2 separate regions of the Mus musculus genome follow, and region 2 is linked to region 1. Evidence: chromatin contacts called from public HiChIP or PLAC-seq data. All regions are on one chromosome and are shown on one strand. Each heading gives the region's core, a stretch centred on a gene start, on an enhancer-like site or on the middle of the called end of the contact. The rest is flanking DNA. Distances are from core to core; before and after follow the strand shown. Region 1 overlaps Prkcb (protein kinase C, beta). Region 2 overlaps Prkcb (protein kinase C, beta).

Evidence for each region. HiChIP or PLAC-seq counts read pairs in DNA pulled down with a chosen protein or histone mark.
Region 2: a contact with region 1 is called in a CTCF HiChIP or PLAC-seq map of CD8 T cells, with 6 read pairs. The contact joins two enhancer-like sites. A contact is called at or near these places in 1 of 15 datasets of contacts at CTCF or cohesin (CD8 T cells), 8 of 484 Hi-C or Micro-C datasets (CD4 T cells, bone marrow-derived macrophages, cerebral cortex and 4 more), 6 of 115 datasets of contacts at active chromatin or transcription factors (the 230-238 cell line, the SCID.adh cell line, double positive thymocytes and 3 more) and 1 of 9 other capture datasets (bone marrow-derived macrophages).

What each region holds. Positions count from the first base shown.
Region 1 is chr7:122,315,671-122,318,889 of GRCm38.p6, reverse strand. The region is part of intron 2 of Prkcb (protein kinase C, beta); the gene reads right to left. Among named protein-coding and RNA genes, the nearest start is that of Gm51497, 21 kb to the right of the region's middle. Within about 2 kb of position 1,764, at least 49 of the 459 cell types and tissues checked have an H3K27ac peak or open chromatin away from gene starts, as enhancers often do. A contact at or near this core is called in the 230-238 cell line, CD8 T cells, the SCID.adh cell line and 1 more, where this site is marked.
Region 2 is chr7:122,351,298-122,354,516 of GRCm38.p6, reverse strand. All of the region lies in intron 2 of Prkcb (protein kinase C, beta), which reads right to left. Among named protein-coding and RNA genes, the nearest start is that of Gm51497, 57 kb to the right of the region's middle. Within about 2 kb of position 1,671, at least 53 of the 459 cell types and tissues checked have an H3K27ac peak or open chromatin away from gene starts, as enhancers often do. A contact at or near this core is called in the 230-238 cell line, CD8 T cells, the SCID.adh cell line and 1 more, where this site is marked.

The DNA of each region.
Region 1 (3,219 bases), core at 515-3,014:
TTTTGAAATCTTTAACTTTCTTCAATTGTGTCTTCTACAGTCCAACCTTTAGAAGCTGAGGCAGGAGGATAGCAGGTGTCAGGGCAGCCTAGGTTGCAGAAGAAGCAACTCTTTATCTCTTCAAGCAACAGACTGAGCCCAACCAAAGCAAGCCTGAGGCCCAGGAGCACACACCCAGCTCAGGGCACCGTGGCATTAAGGACCTTTCAGGTCACTGTGGATCACTGGAGGGCTTCTTCAGTCCAAAGCTCACCGAGCTGGCAGAGAAAGAGGCTAAAAGGCAGTAAAAGATTTCAGATGAAATGAAACTTTGTATCTATGTCAAGGATAACAAATTACTGCCATATTGTATTTGGCCGACCCAACACTTTTGTTTTTTTCTTTGTTGTTTTTTAGTTTCTTTTTAAAAAAATATATCAGCACGACATTATGAAATTAGGAAAGTTCCCATTGATATTTTAATTTGTGTCTCTCTTGGAAAAGAAAGGAAGGGAGGGAAGGAAGACAGTACTGGGCCTGTATTACCATATTGGCAACCACTAACCTGAACTCAGCCGTGGTCATTCTGTCAAGTCAGGTACATTCCCTGGACTTTGCCACAGTCTCCACCACTCCCTGATGCCTCTATATAACCAAAACTGGTTATCATCGCCAAACTACATCATCCTTGTACTGATGTTTTCCCCATAGTACAGTAAAAAGAAAACAAGGCACATCTCAGTGAAAGAGGTAAAGGCTATAGGCTACAAGGACATGGACCATTGAATTCTCTATTTTTCCATATGAGAGAAGAACACTCTAAGGTTTGTTTCCAGGTATTTCTTATACCTGTTTAAGATAGCTGCTTTGCTCCTGGAGGAATAAGGATTTGAACACCTAATCTAGACAATGGGATGTGGTGGGCAGTCTCTATTAGAAGCAGGATCTAGATGAAGGGAAGGAAGACCCCCTCATGGGTTTTTGGAACCTGTTGTTTACAACCACAAATAGTGACTTTTTTCCTTGCTGTGACCAAATACTTGACAAGAAGCACCTCAGGGTGGGGGTTCATTCACAGTTTAAGGGGCTCAGCCCTTCCTGGCAGCAAAAGCAGTGGGCATTGGCTGTGGCAATGGGGGCTTGCCCACATCTGGACAGGTTAGGTAGCAAAGCCAGGACAAGAAGTGGGACCTGGCTATCAACCACAAGTCCCACCCCCTGAGACCAACTTCCTCTAACAAGGTTCCACCTTCAAAAAGTACCACAACCTCCCAAAATAGCACCACCAGTCCCAGACTAATTATTCAAACTTGTGAGCTTGAGGGACATTTATACTCAAGTCATAAGAATGGACACTGTGAGTGACTTGAACTCTTGGTATATTATGTGATGGGGTTCTATGTAACCACTTCTTTGTTCCAACATGGAAGTCAGACACTATTAATTACATCAGAAAGGTGTGGAACTGAATGCTGAGTCTAATATGATTTCAGTGACTATGGGAGGGGATGGCTGTAGGTGTTTGTTTGTTTATTGCAAGCATAGAAAAGCAGTTTTCTCTTCCAACTTGGAAAGTCTAGGGTTCTGTGAAGTTTCCACATTCACGACAGCCAAATATAAGATCAGGAAACAGCCAAGTGGTTTACAAAAGCAGAAAGCAAGAAGCTAGAGCAATTAGGGGTAAACGCACCGGGGAGTATTTAAAAACAATAATATTGGTGAGACCGTGTGGGTGTGGGTGTTGGACAGAATTAAAAAGCAGGCAAAGTGAGCCAGGCAGGATGGTGTGAGATACCAAGCTAAGAGAGAAGGCTTTGTGGTCAGCCTGGGAGATATAACAAGACAAGAAGAGAAGGGGGAGAAAAGGGAGGAAGAACAGAGTAAAAAAGCAAAGAGGAAGAGAAGGGAAGGGAAGGGGGAGGAGAGGTAAGAAGAAAGGATATGGGATGGAATAGGAAGGCAAGCCCTTAGCGCAGAAAGACTGCAGCCACCTCCAGCTGGCACGCTTTGCAGCTCTGTCCACTCCTGGCAGAATTCCCTTCTCGCCTACAAGAAGGAATCTCATCTAGAGTGCCTCCCATGACAAGAGGCCCCAGCCACAACTGACTGTTCCAGGGACAGACCTCTGACCTGGGGAAGGCTCATTGATTTATCCCAAAACCTTAGAATTAAACCCAAGAGCAGCTATGTATGCCACTTGGGGAGTAAGTGTGAAGGATGTGGCCAGAAACAGCAGTGTTTACAGAATGACAAGCCCAGAAAGAAGAATAACAGAGGCCTGTATGAACCAAAGCAGCTTAATGCCATGGCAGAGAACAGAAAATCTCCTTGATGGTTGGCTGGTTCTATCCATGAAACCCAGAGGCCCTTGCTGTTCTTCATTAACATGTCCTGACCACCAGTGACAACAGGGGCAAACAGCATTTCAGAGATGTTTCCTATGTGCTTAGTTTAACACTTATCACAAGTGCTATACATATACTAAGTCATATCCTTTTCCTGAAGACCCCGGGAGGCAGCTAATATTTATTATACTCCCTCCTCTTTTTGTAGGAAAGAAAACTGAGGCACAAGCAGGTGGCCACTTCCCAGACGTTAAGCTGGCCAAAGTGAGTTTCTATCACTTGTGAATTCGAATGTCTTCTTTGAAATGCATCAAGGTCTCATGCACTTGGGGGGGGGGAGGCAGCTGTGAGGAAAATGCTATCATGGGGACATTGCCAGTTCCTGCTGACCTAGTCAGCAAGGGACCATTTCCCAGAACAGGGGTGGCTACTGTACCAGAGCCTGGGACAACAAGAACTGTGGTGGGCCTTTTTTCAGTATCTCTTGAGTAATGTGCAAGTGTTGAACACCCACTGTGTGACAGCCACCATCTCAGAAGAGAAAAATAGAGAACATGATAGAGCTACATGTTAGAAGAGGAAGACGCGCTGACCACTCGAGCACAGGTATCGCAAGAGACAGTGAGGAAATGAAGAAGCTGGGGAAAGGTAGCTGGGGAAGGCTGGGGGAAGTGACACCTTCCGCTGAAAGAAATGATAAGAAGGGACCAGTGAGTAGCACCATGGAGGGGACGACACACAGTGAGATGTATGCCCTCTGGCATCCATGATGACATTGAGCAGCAAACCAAGCTTGGTGAACTCAAGCACTAGATACCAACCAGGCAGAGAGGCTGCAGCACAGATCACAGATCCTCCGTGTCATCTACTTGAACACTTTTGTGTGGCGGTCACA
Region 2 (3,219 bases), core at 422-2,921, 36 kb before region 1:
AGGGAGGGAGGGAGGGAGGGAGGGAGGGAGGGAGGGAGGGAGGGAGGAAGAAGGAGGAAGGAAGGAAGGAAGGAAGGAAGGAAGGAAGGAAGGAAGGAAGGAAGGAAGGAAGATCTGAGCTTCTCTCTTTGCCTATGATGAAACCTTTTTTCAGCCAACTGAAATGAAGGGCAGTTTCGATGTCTTAGGCATGGTCCCAATGAAGAACCATACAGAAGCTGAAAATGGCCTTTGGCTAGTGACTGCCACCTGGCATGTGGCTCACCGGCTCTGTTTTTGACATCAGATCTTTGGAAGCCAATACCATTCATACTCTGGTCCTACAGTACCCTGAGAGCCAGACTGTCCCTTCCCTAGGTGCACCGTTGGATATGAAGTTTGGGCAGACCACAGAAAAGGCTTCAGTGTGACTGTTTCCACCACACCCTGGACCCAGAGTCCTAGAGCAAAGATGCTCTGTATTGGCTAATGTAGAACAAATTCTGATAGTTTCTGTTTCTTTATAAGGCTGACCTTGGACTTACTAAACTGCCCAAGCTAGCCTCAAACTTATGATCAATCCCCTTGCCTCAGCCTTTAGGGTCCTGAGGGTATGGATATCTGCCACCACACTCTGCCCAAAACATGCTGCTGAGAAACAAAATGTTTAGCTAGCATTTTAATGTGAGTGGAGGAGAGAAAATAAATTATTTTTAAAAATTAAAAATAAATGATATTCATATACTTCCTTATCTATTATAATCTATTTCCAGGGGAAAAAATTGTAAGAAACTAGTGGTATTTATTGCCTTTAAGTAGACAAACTGAATACCTAAGTCCAAACCAGCAGAGAGAAATCCTGAGTCGGTGAGACTGTAGGTAACTCTTCAAATAAAATGCAATTAAAGCCTTCTGTAAACAGGGCAGGATACAGCGATGCTGGGGGGAAACACTGCAGATATACATTGCTTGGCATGGAAAGCTGTTTATTGTGCTAATTGTGGGGAACAGAAAACAGATGTCAGGAATAATGTGTTTACAGCCAAGACTGGGTGTGCTGGTACCGGCCTGTCAACATACCACTCTAGGGGCTGAGGCAGAAGGGTCATGGGTATGAGGCCAGCCTAGGCTACACAAATAACTGTAGCCTGTCTCGAAATAATTAAAAATTGAAATGTGCATATGTACTTACTAAAATGTACAAGAACATAAAGAAACCCTGGCTCAAAATAATTAAAAATTGGAATGCCCATTTGTACTTATTAAAATGTGCATGGGAGATTTTGTTTTCTTCTCTGTTTTCATTTGATAAGTGCCCTTTAATAAGAATTTTAAATTTTATTAATTAAAAAGAAAGGAGAACCCATCTTTATGCTTTTGCTCTGTACAGTTTACTCCTTCCCCAGCAAGGCAGTGGCTCAGAAACTGTACTTCTCAGTACTTCTCAGGAATACCTTATTTGGAGGGACCGCAGAAAGGCCGCCAAGAAAGCATCCCTGTGGCCAGAAGTGCAGCAAGAGAGACAGGATTTCAAAAGACAGAGCTGTAAAAATCTCGGCATAAAATAAGCAACCAGGCTCTCATTTCAGCCATGTAAACAGTAATGTGTATTCATTAAAACTGCATTAGTCTAAGGAGTCCCCAGAGATCGGGCTGACGGGGGCGGGGCAGGGGCCGCCAGCTGCACCTGCTGTTGCTGACACAATGCGAGAAGACCAAATACGGTTTCCAGTGGATGGCATAACCATAAAGGAGAGAACTTGAGGGGTTTCTTGGCTTTCATCAGCCTTGTCAAAGATAAAGCAGTAACTGAAAAAAGACATGCACCAAAGACCCCAAACACATGGCTCGGTGTGGGTCGGCCCCGCCCTCCCCTGCTAAATGGTTCTCAAGGATAACACATGCTCACAAGCTGGGCTGGATGGATATCTCCAATGTGTTCTACTGCAGAGACTGCCTGGATCTCTGAGCCAAAGAAAGTGAAAGGCAAGCTCTTTCACCTTCCCCTAAAACCCAGAACAACTCTCAGTGAGCAAAACCCATCATGGAGAAGTTGTGGCCAACACCATTTTCAGGGCTTAGTATCCAAAGAGCTGCACATACCTTCATTTAGAGCCCCCAATCACCTGCAAAGTGGATCCTATTGCTGCCCCCATTTAAAAGTAAACTAGACATCAAAGCTCCAATAGGCACCATTCTTTACATTAAGTAACTGGGGGCTGAGAAGATGGCTCAACTGGTAAAGTGCCAGCCTGGCAAGCATGAGGCCCTGAGTTCAAATCCCCAGAACCCACATGAAAAGCCAGACAGGCTGCTGTGCACCCATAACCCCAGAGATGGCAAACTGAAGGGAACACGAGGATCCGAAGCTTGTGGACTGTGGTGAAATTTCAGCCTAATGAATGATGTTCTCAAACAAAAGATGGAAGGGACTTGAGGACTGACATCCACAGTCACCTCTGATCTCATACACAGCCTCCCCACCCCACCCCCAACACACACTTAAGTAACGGAAGCTTAAAAGCTTCACACACTTGAGAGGATTCTCACCCTAAGACAGAAATGGAGAAAGGCTTTCCTGTTCCCCCAGGTGTCGGGCCACATCTAAGCTCAGCTTAAGCTAAGAAAACCTAATAAGAGAGTAGCCACAGTCCCAGAATCAGTGAAGGGGAAAAAAACTTCCCTTTTGCAAGGCATGAAACTAAGTTGTTATCTGAGCAAGAATTCTGGGACAAGAAACAAAGGAAAACAAGAAGGTGGAAGAGATGTTCCAAGCCTTCCTGAAGCTAGCCAGGAAAGTCCTCCAAAGAGCTTCCTTCCCAGAAATGGAGCAGCTTCATGCGATGCTCATGTCTTTCTGGACATATCACTATTTAGCACTTTCAAGGTTAGCGAGTCCAATGTGAACTGCTTCTGTCACATCGCTCTCTGCCACACTCTCGGCTGACTGGCTTGTCTCCTCTTTTATGGCCTTGAGAAAGAGAGGAAGATAAAATTCTCAGTTCAATGATCTGCCTCATCATCCAGTATTGGACATCACTGAATGGCACAGATTCCAACCATCTCCATAGTGACTGCATCCATCACTGTATGTGTCTTAGTGAACCCACCCCGGCTTCAGCTCACCAGACTAAACCAGGTCAATGAGATCCTGCCTTGACTGCTGCACCCTCCAACCCAGTGTTTGCACTACGCAATGTTGCCCCTCACTCCATTTCCTTCGTCATTAGACCTAAGCTG